Regions from separate parts of the Canis lupus genome. Here region 1 is linked to region 2. The links are chromatin contacts, called in public Hi-C maps. All regions are on one chromosome and are shown on one strand. Each heading gives the region's core, a stretch centred on a gene start, on an enhancer-like site or on the middle of the called end of the contact. The rest is flanking DNA. Distances are from core to core; before and after follow the strand shown. Region 1 overlaps C10H2orf42. Region 2 holds the start of MXD1 (max dimerization protein 1).

Evidence for each region. Hi-C and Micro-C count contacts between places; a contact is called where the count stands out from the background.
Region 1: a Hi-C map of blood shows a contact between it and region 2, with 3 times the contacts expected there. The contact joins the enhancer-like site here to the promoter of MXD1 in region 2. A contact is called at or near these places in 3 of 9 Hi-C or Micro-C datasets (amygdala and blood).

What each region holds. Positions count from the first base shown.
Region 1 is chr10:70,027,181-70,035,131 of UU_Cfam_GSD_1.0, forward strand. C10H2orf42 reads right to left here. Exons shown (of 9, transcript XM_038551527.1): 9 at 6,753-7,897. The coding sequence ends at 7,689. It also overlaps a transcript of LOC102151723 not described here. Among named protein-coding and RNA genes, the nearest start is that of C10H2orf42, 31 kb to the right of the region's middle. Within about 2 kb of position 5,676, at least 19 of the 20 cell types and tissues checked have an H3K27ac peak or open chromatin away from gene starts, as enhancers often do. A contact at or near this core is called in blood, where this site is marked.
Region 2 is chr10:69,849,103-69,855,962 of UU_Cfam_GSD_1.0, forward strand. It overlaps MXD1 (max dimerization protein 1), which reads left to right and starts at 2,661. Exons shown (of 6, transcript XM_038551517.1): 1 at 2,661-2,818; 2 at 3,486-3,585. The coding sequence starts at 2,746.

The sequences.
Region 1 (7,951 bases), core at 4,426-6,925, 180 kb after region 2:
CCAGAACCGCAGCACACGGGGGGCTGGGCCCCAACTCCGCCGCTGGGCATGTTGAGTCTGCTAGCACGGAGCCTGCCGGCCGCCCCTCCACGCGTGCACGGGGTCAGCGGGGCCATTCCGCGAGTGTATCAGGGGACGGTGGCCGGCGGGGCAGGGCGCTGAGCACGCGGCCTGTCGGGCAGAAGAGGCTGCTGCACCCCGGGGCCGCCGGAGTCCCCCGGGAAGGAGGAGCCTCCCTGCTCAGTCGCCCGTTGGGACATCCTGGCCCTAACACAGGGTCTTTAACCGAACAGAAGACCACGGACAAGTGCAAACCGCCGGCCGCAGCCTCGAGGAGAGCGTCGAGCGCTTGCAGAGGACAGCAAGGTAGGTGTGCAGGTGGCCCCTGCGCCCCGGGCCCCACGGGCCGGCACCTAGCCTGTGACAAAGGGCAGGCTCGGGCTCGGTGCTGCCACCACGGGGGAGCGAACCGGCAGGCAGATCCCGAGCGCGGGTCACCAGGCCCCAGGGAGACGATCGGGGACAGGCTCCGCGCTGCAGGCGCCCCCGTGCCCGGCGCCCGTGCTGTCCCAGCGGCCACGCTTCCCCCTGCACCCCAGGGCCCGCACCCCGTCAGGGGACGCCAGCCCCCTCGGGCGCCAGGCAGTGCGGTGACCGCGGTGACCTTGGCAGCCCCGAGCGTCTGGCCCAGACTCCGAGCTCAGGTGGGCCTCGTAGGCCTGCAGCCCAGCGACCTCCTACGGCACCAGAGGCCCGGCCTCCCCTCTTCCGTCCCGGCCTGGCCCCCCCTATCCCCCCCAGCCCCCCTGCACCCCCCCCCCACCCTCGCAGGAGGACGCTCCGCCCCGGCCTCGGCTCGGTCTTCCCGGCCACGAGGCCTGTTCACAGGCCAACTCTCCTGGGCCGTAACCGGCCAACCCCAAGCCACAGAAAAAGACCAAACTCTGTCCTTGCGCCTCTAGGTTACGGTGCCCGTAATTCATCTAAAATCGGGAGGATGGGGGCGCCCGGGGGCTCAGCGGTGGAGCGTCTGCCCTCGGCCCAGTGACCCGGGGGTCCCGGGATCGAGTCCCGCGTCGGGCTCCCCGCAGGGAGCCTGCTTCTCTCGGCCTGGGTCTAGGCCTCCCTCTCTGGGTCTCTCAGGAATAAATAAAATCTTTAAAAAAAATTGGGAGTTAAACACCTCAGCACACTTCCGACTCCCACCCTTTGCTCTAACTTCCCCGTAGCACGTGCGCCCTCCCTGCCCCCCCCACCCGGACCGTGAACCTGCCCGAGGGACGGCTCCCGCGCGCTGCGTCCGTTTCCGGATCCGCGGGGCCTCGCTCGCCGCCTGCACGTGGGACTCAATAAATGTTGAATAAACAAACGGTGAATCCATAGCGGGTTTTTCCTTCCTTCCCTCTGGAGCCTGCCACGCCCTCTCCCGCCACGACAGTGTTTTCCCTTTGGCTTAACAGGTAAGGGACGGGGCGCCGGGTGGCCCGGGGCTGTGGCTGCCGTCGGCTCAGGGCACGATCCGGGGTCCTGGGTCGCAGCCCCGGGTCGGGCTCCCTGCTCTGCGGGCCCTGCTGGTCTTCCTCTCCCTCTGCCCTCCCACCACTCGCGCTGTCTCTGTCAGATAAATGCATAAAATCTTAAAAAAAAAATTAAGAAAAACAAACAAGCAAAAAAAAACCAGTGAAGGGATCAGCTGACCACATACTTCCCATCGGCCCTGGAGGGGAACTTCGGTCCCGGGGCAGCGGCACGGGCCCCCGACAGCTCTGTCTGCTCCAGCCTTCTGGGGGCACCATCCTTGGACCTCCCAACCCCATCTCACCTTCCTCCAAATCCACGCACGCGATGCCTGTATCACCCGCCACAGTCTGGCACTTTCGGCCTTGGGCTGATGATACAATTTTCCTGGACGCGACCACAACAGGAAAGCCAACAATGAGACCAGGACAGCATTTCCTTGGAAAGCTGGCTTCCCGGCCCTGCGCCCCTGCCGCCCGCCGGCCCCACAGGCCCACAGGCCCCGGCGAGGCAGAGCTTACCCCGTGAATCAGAGCAAGGACCCGGACCGGACCCGAGCCCTGCACCCTCAGGCTGGCCCATCGTCCCACCGCAAGGGGACCCACCTCTCAAACCTCCGTTAACTAAGCCCGCGCGGAGGCCGAGGGCCATACAGACAAAAGGCAGCGGGTGTGTGGGTTCCCACGAAGGGCAGCAGACGCTCAAGGGACTGGACCCCTTTAACCGCCCTGACTGGCTCGTCTCTTCCTCAGGTCTCGATTGCTCGCTAAATGTGGAACCTGGAGGGAAAGTACGGAACCGAGGTCGCCGCTCTCTTAGGGCACGGCCGCTGTTCCCCCTTCCAGAACCGTCTGACCAAGGGAATTACGGGGCCCAAGTCCCGAGTCAAGGCCTTCGGGTGCTGGGCCTTGCTTCTGTGCCCCAAGGATGGCCCGGCCCTGGTGTTCAGGTCTCCAAAACGCAATCCATCAGACCTAACCTAAATGGTTTTTAAGATTTTATTTACTTATTCATGAGACACACAGAGAGAGAGAGAGAGAGAGAGACACACACACACACACACACAGGCAGAGGGAGGAGCAGGCTCCCTGTGGGGAGCCCGATGTGGGACTGGATCCCGGGACTCTGGGGTCACGCCCTGGGCCGAAGGCAGGCGCTCTGCCGCTGAGCCCCCCAGGGATCCCACAGACCCAACCTAGATACAAGGCTTTCCAGCCCCTGCGCCCTGAGACCGCTCTCGGTCGTCCCGTCAGTGTTCGGGGTGTCCTCAGACTTAGGCGGCGCGTTTACAACCTGAAGGCTTGTGTCCCCGGGCGGCTAATCGGCCCTCGCGCGGATTTCCCTGGCCAGCGAGGAGGCTGTACTCGCCCAGACAGAAGACGCTCCTGCCACTGGACGACGGGCAGCCGTCTAGTCCGGCCCGAGATCCGCCGAGTCAGGCAGAAGGACGCCGGCCTTGGCAGCAAAGGGAAAGGAAAACCAAACGAAAGCGCCTACGCAGTGGCCCTGCTCCGGGCCCCCGTCTGCTCGCTCGAGCAGAAACTACCTGCCTCGCTCTGAGCCGGAGCATTAACGCACCAACCCCAGGGTTTTACGGAACTGGTCCTTGTTAGCTCGCCTCATCCTGGAAGTTCTCTCTTTTGCACTAGCCAAGCTCACGATTAAAAAAGAAAAAAAAAAAAACAACACATGAAAACGGACACGGGCTTTCTGCCTTTGTTGCCTTCCTCCGGGTCCTGCAGTCCCGCCTGCACCCGCCGCAGCGGTGAGGCCGCCGGCCTTGCCGGAGAACGCGGCCGCCCCACGCGGGTCAGGGCCGGAGGCCACGGGCACCACGTTTCCGCCTTCTGCGTCGCCGACTGCGAATGAGCAGCGGTTGTGGAGGCAGCAGGTGCAGGGGGAGGTGGCTCCTGCCAGATGGAGCTAAGAAAAGGCCGGTCCGGTAGGCAGCAGGACTCCCTGAACACGCCCGGAGAGGCCAGGCGGGGAGGCTGCCTTCGGAGCCACAAATGCTGCCCTTTGTCCGTCCCTTGACCTGGTTTTGAAACAAAACAAAACAAAACAAACCCTGGTTTTGCTTTGATGGCCAGGAAGGGGGGCTTCCGAGGTGGGGGGGGACCGCCCTCACCTGTGCGCGAGGGTGTCCCAGGGCCCCAAGCGTCCCTGGCCCAGGGGAGAGCCCAGCACGCCCCGGGGCGCCCGCACAGCCCTCGTCCCCTTGCTGGGGACACGCAGCTCCCCCAGGCGCAGGCGGGACCTCCCCGAGCGGCACCGCGGCGGAAACCAGGACGGCGGCTTGTGAGAACCCCGGCCCGGCGGGTGACACCTGCTACACAAGCATCCGGGGATGCGTCAGGTGCGCTCCCTCCGCGACACGGCGTCTCCACCGGGTTGGGACAGCCTCGCGGAAGCCGCGGGGACTCGCCGGCCCGCCCGACCCGCGGGACTCTGAGAAGGCTCCGCGCAGGGCTGCCCTCCCGGCAGGTGCCTTCACGGGGTCGCGCCGCGGAAAACCCCAGTAAACACCCCCTTCTCACGAGGCCCCGGTTCCACCGACTGGGTCATGGTGCCCCCTGGGCCGGGGGGTGCGGGGGGTGCGGGGGGTGCGGGGGGTGGGAGGGCGGGGGCGGGGTCTTCCCCCAAGGCCGGGCAGGCCCGAGCGCCTGCCAGACAACGTTCGCTCCGGCTCCTGAAGACCTGCGCGCGGAGCCACCGGGTCCGGTCCTCACGGCCGGGATCAGGGCCAGAGCCGGGCACAGCGTGGAAACCAACTTGCACACTTCGACGGGCCATCGCCTGCCCGCGCCACGCCGGGGCCGGCCGCCGTATCCGGGGCGGGGCGGGGCGGGGCGGCCCGTATCTTACGGGAAAACACCGACGTTGGGGGTAACCCAACGCCTCGCTCCGGCACACGGGCAGCCGGCGAGCGCGGCCGGGCCTGGAACCCGCGCCCTCCCCGCGCCCGGCTCTCCCGCCCTCCCGCGCCGCGGGGCCCGCAGGCTGGGGCGGGGCCATGGGGCGGGGGCGGGGCCAGCGCCGTCCGGGGGCGGGGCCACGGGGCGGGGGCGGGGCCACGGGGCGGGGGCGGGGCCAGCGCGGCCGAGGAGCCGCCCGACCCCACGCGCTCCCGCCCGCGCCCCCGCCCCCGCCCCCGTCCCCAGGACGCGCCGCCGCAGCGCGGGCTCCGACCCGACGGTGCCCGGAAGTCGGGGCCCAGCCCGCGGCGGGTCGGGAGGCGCGGGGCTCCCCGGAGCCCGCCCGACGGCGGCGGGGGCCAAGGACGGTGTGGGAGCGGCCGCGCCCGGCGCCGCCCCCCGCCCCGTCAGCGCGTCTGCCGCGTCGGGCCTCGCGGCGGGTCACGAGGCGGGTGTGGCGCAGTCAGCCCTCCGCCGCCGCCGCCGCCTCCGCCGCCCTCCCGCGCGCCACGTCCGCGGCCCCGCCCCGCCCCGCCCCGCCCCCGCGCGGGGAACCCCGCTGTCGTCACCCGCCGCGCGCTCGCCTTCCCGCGCGCTCCAGAAAGGACGCGAAGCCGGTGACGTGTCCCGGGCGCCCGCGAGGCTGCGCAGACGGCGAGGGCAGGACGCTCCGCGGCGCCGCCTGGCGGGAGAGCGCGCGGCCGCCGCGGCCGGAAGCGGGGTGCGTGACGTCACCCGCGGGGGGGCCGCCGCGTGACCTGCCGGCGCGGCTGTGCCTGTGGGGCGGGGCCCGGTGCCGGCGTCCGTGACGGACGGTCCGAGCAGGGAGGGGGCAGTCAGGGCGGCGCCACAGCCCAGCCTCTCGGCGGGCCCCGCGCGGGCAGTGCGGCGAGCTCGTCCCGCTGGAGGCCCCGGCCCGGGCCCGGGCGCGGGCGGGGGGGGGGCCCTGACCCGGGCGGCCGGAGCCCAGGCTGCGTGCAGCCGCCACTAAATGAATAAAACACTAAGAATAAAAAAAAATAAAAAGCGTCCAATAAGGAGTACCAGGAAATACCACAAAATGCAAAGGAAGAAAACTAGGAAATCAACCCGGGGGATAAAGAACAGAGAAGGAGGGCGCGGGTGAGGTCACCCTCCTGCCGACATACACGCGGGCCGCGGCCGCGGGGCGAGGAATCAGGAATCCGCCCCAGGCGGCCGCAGCGGGCGCACCAGGCGGCAGGCCCTGGCACCCGTCGTCCTGTCTCTGTGCAGGTGACCCAGACGTGACCCAGGCCACCGCGCTCTGGGCGGCCTGCTAGCCTGGAGGGGTGGCAGAGACATGAAGGGAACCTGATATTCCCACAAATAGATGACGTGCATTTGAAAGGACTCCGCATCATTGTTCAAAACGTCCAGTAGACTTTGTAATCTGACATCCAGAATCCACAGGGACCATCATCAGTCCCTTAAGACTCTGCTTTACCTAATTTTAATTTCTCCTCTTCTTATCTACACAAATCTTTTCTCCTTTAAAGCCCAGTGCAGGGATCCCTGGGTGGCGCAGCGGTGTGGCGCCTGCCTTTGGCCCAGGGCGTGATCCTGGAGACCCGGGATCGAATCCCACGTCGGGCTCCCGGTGCATGGAGCCTGCTTCTCCCTCTGCCTGTGTCTCTGCCTCTCTCTCTCTCTGTATCTGTCATAAATAAATAAAATATAAAAAAATAAAAAAAATAAAGCCCAGTGCAAGTTCTGAGTTCTCTGCGGGCCTCTCCGGAGTCTCCTCGAGGAACTCCACCAGCGTCTAAAGCGTCTGTGAGCTCTCCACACAAGTGTCCCCAACCACATAGGACAGACACTTAATTTGCCCCTTGGAGGGGCACAGCTCTCGCTTTTACCAAAACGCCAGTCTTCCTTGTGGGTCTTTGCCCTTTGGATGAGAGACCGAGCACAGTGGCCGGTCCCTGCTCTAGTGTGGAAGTCACACTTCAGGTGCCGAATTCTCAGCCAGAATTCGGGCCAGAAGGAGCTGCTTGGTGCCGAGAGTGAGTGAAATCCCAGGACACACAGTGATGGGTCAGACGGACAGGGCTGCAGGGTTCCTGAGGCCTAGTCCCACCCCCGGCCGCCCCAGGACGGCTGTCCAGCCCTAGTTTAGAGTCCACGAACCAGTCATTCATTCCCATTCTTGCCAGACGTGGTTAGAGTTGGATTTTTGTTACTTGCAGTCTAAAGAAAACCAAGAGCCTTCTTCTTACGGATTTTTCTTGTGTTCCCAAGGACAACGAATTACAAGGAATTTATATCAAAGCAACATGATAAAGTAGAAAGAATATGTCCTTTGCAGTAAAATGAAATATTTTTAATGCTGTTTCCAGCAAGAGGCCTCAGAGAGGGTATGTGTTTAACTTAAAAGAAGGGGTAATGCCTAAGTTCAAAGAATAATGAGGACTAAACGAGGAAAATGACTGGGAATGTAAATGAGAGTGCCTGGCACATAGTAGGCATATAGGAAATGTCATTCCCTTCTTTTCTCCCTGAAGACAGGCTTTTACTTCTGTGTCTTTCAGTGTCTCCATTCTGTGATCAATGAACTCAGCAACAGGAACAGAATCTTACCAGCTATTAAAACTTTTTGGAGAATAAAGAAGGAAATAACTATCAATGAACTAAGCAATTAGAAGCATTCGTTTGAAATGTCAACATTCCCTTGACATGTGGACCTCTTTCTCCTATTTCACTATTACTTAAATCTCCCCAAAGGTTTATAATTTCATAATCAGGCCAACATGAGAAATACTTTGGAAAAACTAGTGACACTGTGCTTTATTTGAGAACAGAATAAAAGGGCATGACTGGAACGGTCAGGATGGTCCTTAACATTCTGCCCCAACCAGGGTATTATTAACTTCCAACACTGTTGGTGTTAAGGCGGAGTGCTGCTAACTTCTTAGAGCATTAGAAAAAGGTTGAAGCAAACTCTAAACGGGAGTCCTTTCAGAAGGAAAGTGAGCTGGTTTCCTTTTAGTTCCTTTAAAACTTCTAGCCAGGAATATCACCCAATTTATGATGAAGACTATACACAGCAGCACCAAAAAGGCCATTTACAAGAAGAGTTCTTCTTCAACAGAAACCACTTGAATGCTCTGAGAAATTGCATCTTAGCTAAGAGCAGTTCACTAAGGAGCAGGGCCATCTAAATGCCTAACTAGTACTTAAAATTGTCAAGGGGTGGGGATGTGCAAATTTAGCAGCAAAAGACTGTTTTGTTTTGCCTCAAGGGAAAGTGATGGTGGTCAGAGGGGCCAGTTCCAAGGGCTGGTCCAGCGGCGGCCGCTGGTCTTGGTACTCCGCCACGTGCCCATTCCGGTGGTGACCATACTCAAATTTAATGCGCAGCTCACCAATCTTGGATTGAGGAAGGATATCTGGGATCCACTCAATGATGAAAGGTGTTGGCTCCTTTTGATCTGGGGAAGTATTGCCTGAAGACCAAAAACAAAAAAACAAAACAAAAACAATGATTAGTACCATTCCAA
Region 2 (6,860 bases), core at 1,411-3,910:
CTTCCCAATTCTATTAGTTTATCTTGATGTCTGTTTGAAAATGTGAATGATTGTTGGACAACCCATGTTTATGCATAACTTTTTATTTAAAATTCTGGTCACAAAACAATTTCAAACATTCTGGAATTCCCAATTTTTATTTTTGGGTTTGTGCCTAGTGGTCAATGCTTTTATAATGCCTTTGAGGCACAAGGTGCTAGGGGTCACCACTTATACCTTGTTTTAGGATTTCCACTTTTCTTCAAAACCTATACTTTTAGGTTATCTTCACTAGGCATTGTGTACATTTGTGTAAAATAATCTAGAAAAACAAAACAAAATTTTTGTTCTATACTACTTGATGTCCAGTAGATGGCACCAAATACCCCTTGAAGTTCATGATACTAATTCCTACTTGGTGTTCCTGGCTATTTGATAATTTCTTCCACCACTGCCAGGGAATAGAAAGAGTCCGTTCTTTCATCTAATTCTGTGATTATTATACAACCTAGTATTTTTGTCCATGGTTTAAGATAAACCTGTTGGTGGGTATCTGGCTGGCTCAATCAGAAAAGCATGAAACTCTTGATCTTGGGGTTGTAAGTTCAAGTCCCATGTTAGGTGTAAAAATTAAGAATAAAATGTTTTTAAGAAATGTTTTTAAAGATAAACCTGTTGGTGTTTAAATTATTAATTTGCTATTTCTGCCTCAGATTTCAACCTTTTATCCTTCTTTGTGGTTTTCAATCACATTGATTCAAGGAGAAGGATCATGGTATTGAAATAAGACTGGGCTGAAAGAAAATTAAGGATAAGAGAAAGAATAAAGAAATATGCTGAATGTTTATGATAAAACACAGAGAAAATATAAAAGTATATAAAATCCAAATTTAAGATAAGGAAGTCAGTGTTTTTACTATTGTTAGTTTTAGTACTTTAGTAGAATTCATTTCATTGACTTTCAAATTTGTTTTATAAATAACTTGCAATTAAGAAATACTCGTTAAAAATGTTATATCCCCATTCTCATTTCTCTTTGTGCTTTCTTGAAAACCTTTATCTTGAGTGTATTAGCTTTCATAAAGAATAAGCTTTTATTCAGTTTACCATCAAAACCAGGAAATGTTCCCTATACGCCAGGCATGGTCTATAACGTTCATTCTAGTTGTTAGTTCTGTTGACTTTATTTAATTTTAATGGATTTGTCAACCATTAAAAAGGACATGTTCAAAAAATTCCCATCATGATTACATTTACATGTTTTTCTTCTTCTTCCCCCCACTGTTTGGGGGTCAGAGTTTGTGAGTCAGTCTGGAAATCTATTTCTTTTTTCTTTTTTTTTTTTTTTTTTTTTTTTGGAAATCTATTTTTTTACTCCTGTTGAAAGCAAGTGTTTATATGGTTCCAGGCGAAACACATCTGGGTTCAGTCTCCATCTCTGGCTAAATGGATGACAAGGAAAGTCATTTAGCGTCTCTGGGTCCGTTTCCTTGTATGCAAAATGTAGATAATTAACCTACCTAATGGGGTTGCACGGAGGACTAGTGATAATGCACGTGAAACAGTAAAGCTCTTATTTTCATGTATTGGCAACAGTAAACTTTTTTTTTTAAGCTGTATGGAATCTGTCCAAGCTGACCAAGACATTTATTCTTCCTTTTTAAAATGCAGATGTCAGTATATTAACAGGGTAACTTGGGCCTCCAGCCGGCTCTCCTCTCAAAAATCTTGATAGGGCTTAAATCCTTAATTTTTTTAGTTCCATATATTTCTATTGGCACCGCCCCCCCCCCCCACAAACCCCATCCATAGTCTTGAGCAGAGAAAGCTTTTTTTTTTTTTTTTTTTTTTTTTTCTTAAACGTTTTCATCGACAATTAAAAGGGAAGGAAAGACCCTGAACGAGACTGAGGTCAAAGAACGTCGTGATAGGACGCGGGTCATCCCGCAGGTGCAGGGCGCCCGGGGCGGGGGCGGGGGCGGGGGCGCGAGCCACGTGGCGCCCGCGGGGGCCCGGCCCCTCCAGGCCGCCGGCGCCCTCGCTGCGGGGGATGCGCGGCGGCGCCCAGGTCCGCGGCGGCCGGTGAGTCAGCGCCGCGCCCGGGGCAGCCCCGCAGCCGGCGCGGCCCGGGGAGCTCGGGAGCTCGGGAGCTCGGCCGCTCACCGCCTCCCGGGTCCGCCGGGCCGGCGAGGTGACGTCACCGGGGCTGGGCGGTCTCGGCGGCTCCGCCAATGGGAGGCCGGCAAGGCGGCTCGCTGCCCCCGCTCCGGCCAATGGCGGCAAGGCAGAGCGGGGCCGTCGGCGTCGGGCCAATGGGCAGCGGGCAAGGAGCACGAGGCGGAGTCGCGAACCCGGCCGCCAATTGGGAGGAGGGGGCGGAGCCCGGGCCTTGTCAAGCGTGACCAACCAGAGAGAGGAGCGGACCCCAGGGGGCGGGGCCGCGGCGCGTCTCCCCAATCGGGCAAGGCCGGGGGCGGGGCGTTCTTCCGGGCGCCCAATGGGGAGCGCGGCCGGAGCGGGCCTGTCAAGAGCAGGGCCTGGGGGCGGGGGGATGGTGAGTCGGAGATAAACACTCGGCGGCGGTGGCGGCGGCGGCTCTTCCCCGGCTGCTGTCACGGTGTCGGCGGCGCCCAGCGCCCCGGGCCCCTCCCTCCCGGCGAGCGCGGTCGCCCGACAGGCTCTCCCCGCCCTGCTCCGCGGGGCCCGGCGGCGGCGGCGAGCCCGAGCGGTGGGGGTTGGTCCCGCGGCCGCGGCCCCCGGTGCAGAATGGCGGCGGCGGTTCGGATGAACATCCAGATGCTGCTGGAGGCGGCCGACTACCTGGAGCGGCGGGAGAGAGGTGCACGGGGCCGGGGGTCCGCGCCGGGCCGGGGCCGGGGGCTCTGCGGGGCACGGCCGCTGGGGGGGCGGAGGGCGCGACCGCGAGCGCCTCCAACCCTCCGGCTGCCCCACGCGCGGTGCGAGGGGAGGCCGCTCCGCCCGGGGGGGCGGGGGTGCGCGGGGTGCCCGGGGTGCTCGGGGTGCACGGGGTGCTCGGGGTGCACGGGGTGCTCGGGGTGCACGGGGTGCGCTAGGTGCACGGGGTGCTCGGGGTGCCGGGGGTGCGCGGGGTGCCCGGGGTGCTCGGGGTGCGCGGGGTGCCCGGGGTGCTCGGGGTGCCCGGGATGCCGCCCCGCGCAGGGCGCACCAACCTGCGGGACGTCCCCAGCGGGCAGCCCGGGCTCCGCGAGCTGAGCCTCAACAATGAGCAGCTCGCTCGCTCCTTGCACCTGCTCCGGACTGAGGGTGCTCACACAATTTAAGGGAGGAGTTTAAAAAAAAAAAAGAAATCCTTGTTCTAAGAATTCCACCTTGCATCGCTTATTTCTTGACACAGAAATTTCTTTTCATCACATGCTCGTGATGAAAAATAAGGTCTACAAGGAGCTCCTGTGCAGGGGGCTGGGGGGGGGGGGAGTGTTGAAGGTTCCAGGCTCATTCATTAACTGGGTCCTCCGGTTTTCTAGAAGCTGAACATGGTTATGCCTCCATGTTACCCTACAGTAACAAGGACAGAGATGCCTTAAAACGGAGGAACAAATCCAAGAAGAATAACAGCAGTAGCAGGTAATTTCGTAAATCTTTCTCTTTCTCTCTCGGATCACGATACAAACTGCAGAATGGAAGTGGCCTGTGGTGATTATGACCCAGGAAAATGCGTTAAGTGGCGATCAGGATTCAGGAAGGCGCACATGGTCCTAAGCCACTGGAGGAAGCAGCCCTTCTGTTTGGGTTGAGGGGACAGAAAGGAGAAATGGAAAAGCTTTGCGCTTCTTTATGAACTTTTTAAACTTAATTTTTGCTTTTCTTCCCTTTTGGAACAACGACAACAACAACAAAAATCTGTGGAAACTTCCAGTGAGATTGGTAACCGTGACAATATTTTGCCTACAGAAGTTGCAGATTCAGGGCAAGCTTTTTTTTTTTTTTTTTTTTTTTTTTTAAATAATCAAAGAGGCTGGACGTTATCCGTTTCTTTTACTTTTCATAGTGAAGATTGTACAGACACGTTAAAGTATCTGATTTAGCCTTAGGGGTAGGACTTCATATTCGACATGTAAATTAAATGCAATGGTTTATCTCCTCTGTTACATCTACTTATAATGGCAAAGAGGAATGATTGAGGTTGAAACCTCCCTTTTGGTGATGGAGGATTAATATTAAAATATTAATATGCCACGATCCTTTTACGTTTGGCTTATAGTTCTTAAAATCTGTGAATCTCACTGGAAAGCAGGTGGTTAAGGGTCCGTGAAATCACATTAAAGCCCTGAGTACCTATGAGTACTCTATAAATGAGAACTCAATAAACCTACCCCCTTTTTTCCCCCCTCTTTGCCCTTAAAATATAAGTTAGCTAGGAAACCTGTTAGGTCTCTTTACTTATACCTTTCATTCCAGTAAATTAAAGCCCCTCACATTTTCATCACTGGCTTACAATCCTTATTCCTCTCCCGCCGTCATGTATAACTCCCTGCAAGTAACTGTATTTGGTCACCCCCTGTGACGTCACACACACCACTAAAAGCCAGGAGGTCCCACTTAAACCTAAACCCACTTGTTCTTGCTGCTGCTGCTGTTGTCCTTGATTCATCCCATTGTCCTTAGTGTTGCTAGAACCACAGGATGTGAGCAGCACCCATGTGCTGGGCTCTTGCCGAGGAAGGAAGGCACGTGAGGGATGAACCTGGTAATTAACCACCCCACAGTTTTCTCTTTCCCTCCCATCTTCCGCGTTACCTGAAAGTGGTAGCGAATAGATCCGTGTGTGGGTATTAGGGCCTGACTTGTATCCTGCAGTGCTATAAAACAATTTAGCTGTGTTGCATCTTGTTAGTCTTTTTTTTTTTTTTTTTTTTAATTTTTGGAAGAATTTTGAAGCTTGTTGGCGTATTTTTTCCTGAGAAGGTAGCCCAACTGTTGCTTTTATTCCTGTCCGTTCATGGTTTAGGAGGAATTGTCCACCTTACTCGTCAAGGCTTAATCCTCAGCACTTTATTTTTTCCTAAGTTTCGCAGGAAAGTTGGGGGAGGTTCAGTGGTGGGGAGAGGAAGAGCAAAGGGTGTTGAGAGAGAGAAGTAGGCTGGTCCCCGAAGGTGATTAGGAAAGAAAAATAATGATAGCTGAGAATCGCAAGCCACGAAGCAGATTCTCTTTAATATCCAACGTTATTACGGAGAAAATAGCTGTGACTTCTGAGTTTGGGAAGAGCTCTCTTCTGTTAATGGGCTTGGTGTGCTTTCCACGGTTACAGACCAGAGGCTGTCACAGTTTCCCATATTCCTGACTAATAATGAATTAGCGTAGTACCTGCGTGGTGCCGGATCTCCGAGAGGCCGTGATTAAGCCTGGAGATGGCACCAAGCAAACGTGAAGCAAGAGCAGGTTGTTTTGTTTTACTGTGGTCACTTCCTTCATGCCCCGTTGGGAATGACCCTTACCTGAGCCGTGAGCTGTCTCCCCAGAGAACGCAGTTTGCCCCCCACCCTTGATTTGAATTAGACTCCTCTCCAAGACCACATATGGGCAGGGTTCTGAACTGAGGTAAGGGCGATGGAGAGATTACTGCCGCTTTACATAACCGCCGGATAACAGTTTATTCTTAATTCAGGTTGAAACGCTGTGCTCTTTGCTTGTAGAGTCGGAGGCTACTTTTCCTTGGACAATTAAAAAAATAAAATTTAGCCACATATCCCAGCCTCTTGGGAACTAAAAATGCAGATCTTAATCCAATTCCTCTAGTTGCTTGTTTAAAAAAACAAAAACAAAAATGAAATCGTGAATATTGATTGTTTCAGAATCATCCAGAGAGCTACTGGAATACAGGGAAGTGGAATCTTTTTTTTTTTCCCCCTAATGACTTTTTAAATCAGTTACTAATAATTTAGAATTGAAATCCAGAGTTTTTAAAGGTATATTTTGCTAAATTGTAAAGCAGGTTTTGGCCCTCGTGAAAGAGGAAGTTCAGGACCCGCCAGCTAGCTCTTGAATGTAACAGTGGTTATTCAGCTGAGCTGACAAGGAGAGTCTTTTTAAACCCAACAACTTTCCCCATTCTCCTACACTCTGTAGTTTGGCTTAGTCATCTTTTTGTGAGAATGAATATACAGATATTCCTTTTTTTTTTTTTTTTTTTTTTAAAGTAGGCTCCGTGCCCAGCAGGGAACTCGGTGCAGGGCTTGAACTCATGACCCTGAGATCAAGCCCTAAACTGAGATCAAGAGTCCGACGCTTACCCGACCGAGCCACCCAGGTGCCCCTTGTTAGGATATATTTTTTAAATGGTGATATTTGACCTTTACCAGCCATTCCAGAGTCATCAAATCTTCCAGTAACCACATGGAAAAAAAATACTTTTGACACAAGGTACCTGTGTATTCTTATGCTTTAATTAAAAATAGAAGTCTTTACCCATTAACAGAGTTGGCAGTCTCTGAACAGGATCGTTCTTGAAAGGCTTACTTTCATTAACGACAAACTCTGTTCAGTCCCCCAGGTGCACCTCAGTAATGCTTTAGCCGGTAGATGTACGTCCCCTTGTACAGATCACAATGTGTCGGATACTCTTAAGGAAGCAAATACCATCTGGAGTTTCCAAGACTGTTCAAAGTTTGGAAAGAGTTGTCCTTCCTATGGATTTGTTTAAAAGTTTAACTTTTCTTATATATATACCTTTAAGGAATCTAGAAATTTTGGGTAAGAGTGCCCTGTGTGCTATTTGCTGCAATCAGAGATTCTATTCTCTTCAAATATCCACCCGTCTCTCCTCCACCCCGTTCCTGGGAGGGTCCTGGCCTGCAGTTAAGCAGGGAAATCCTGACCAGCTGCTATCATATACTTTT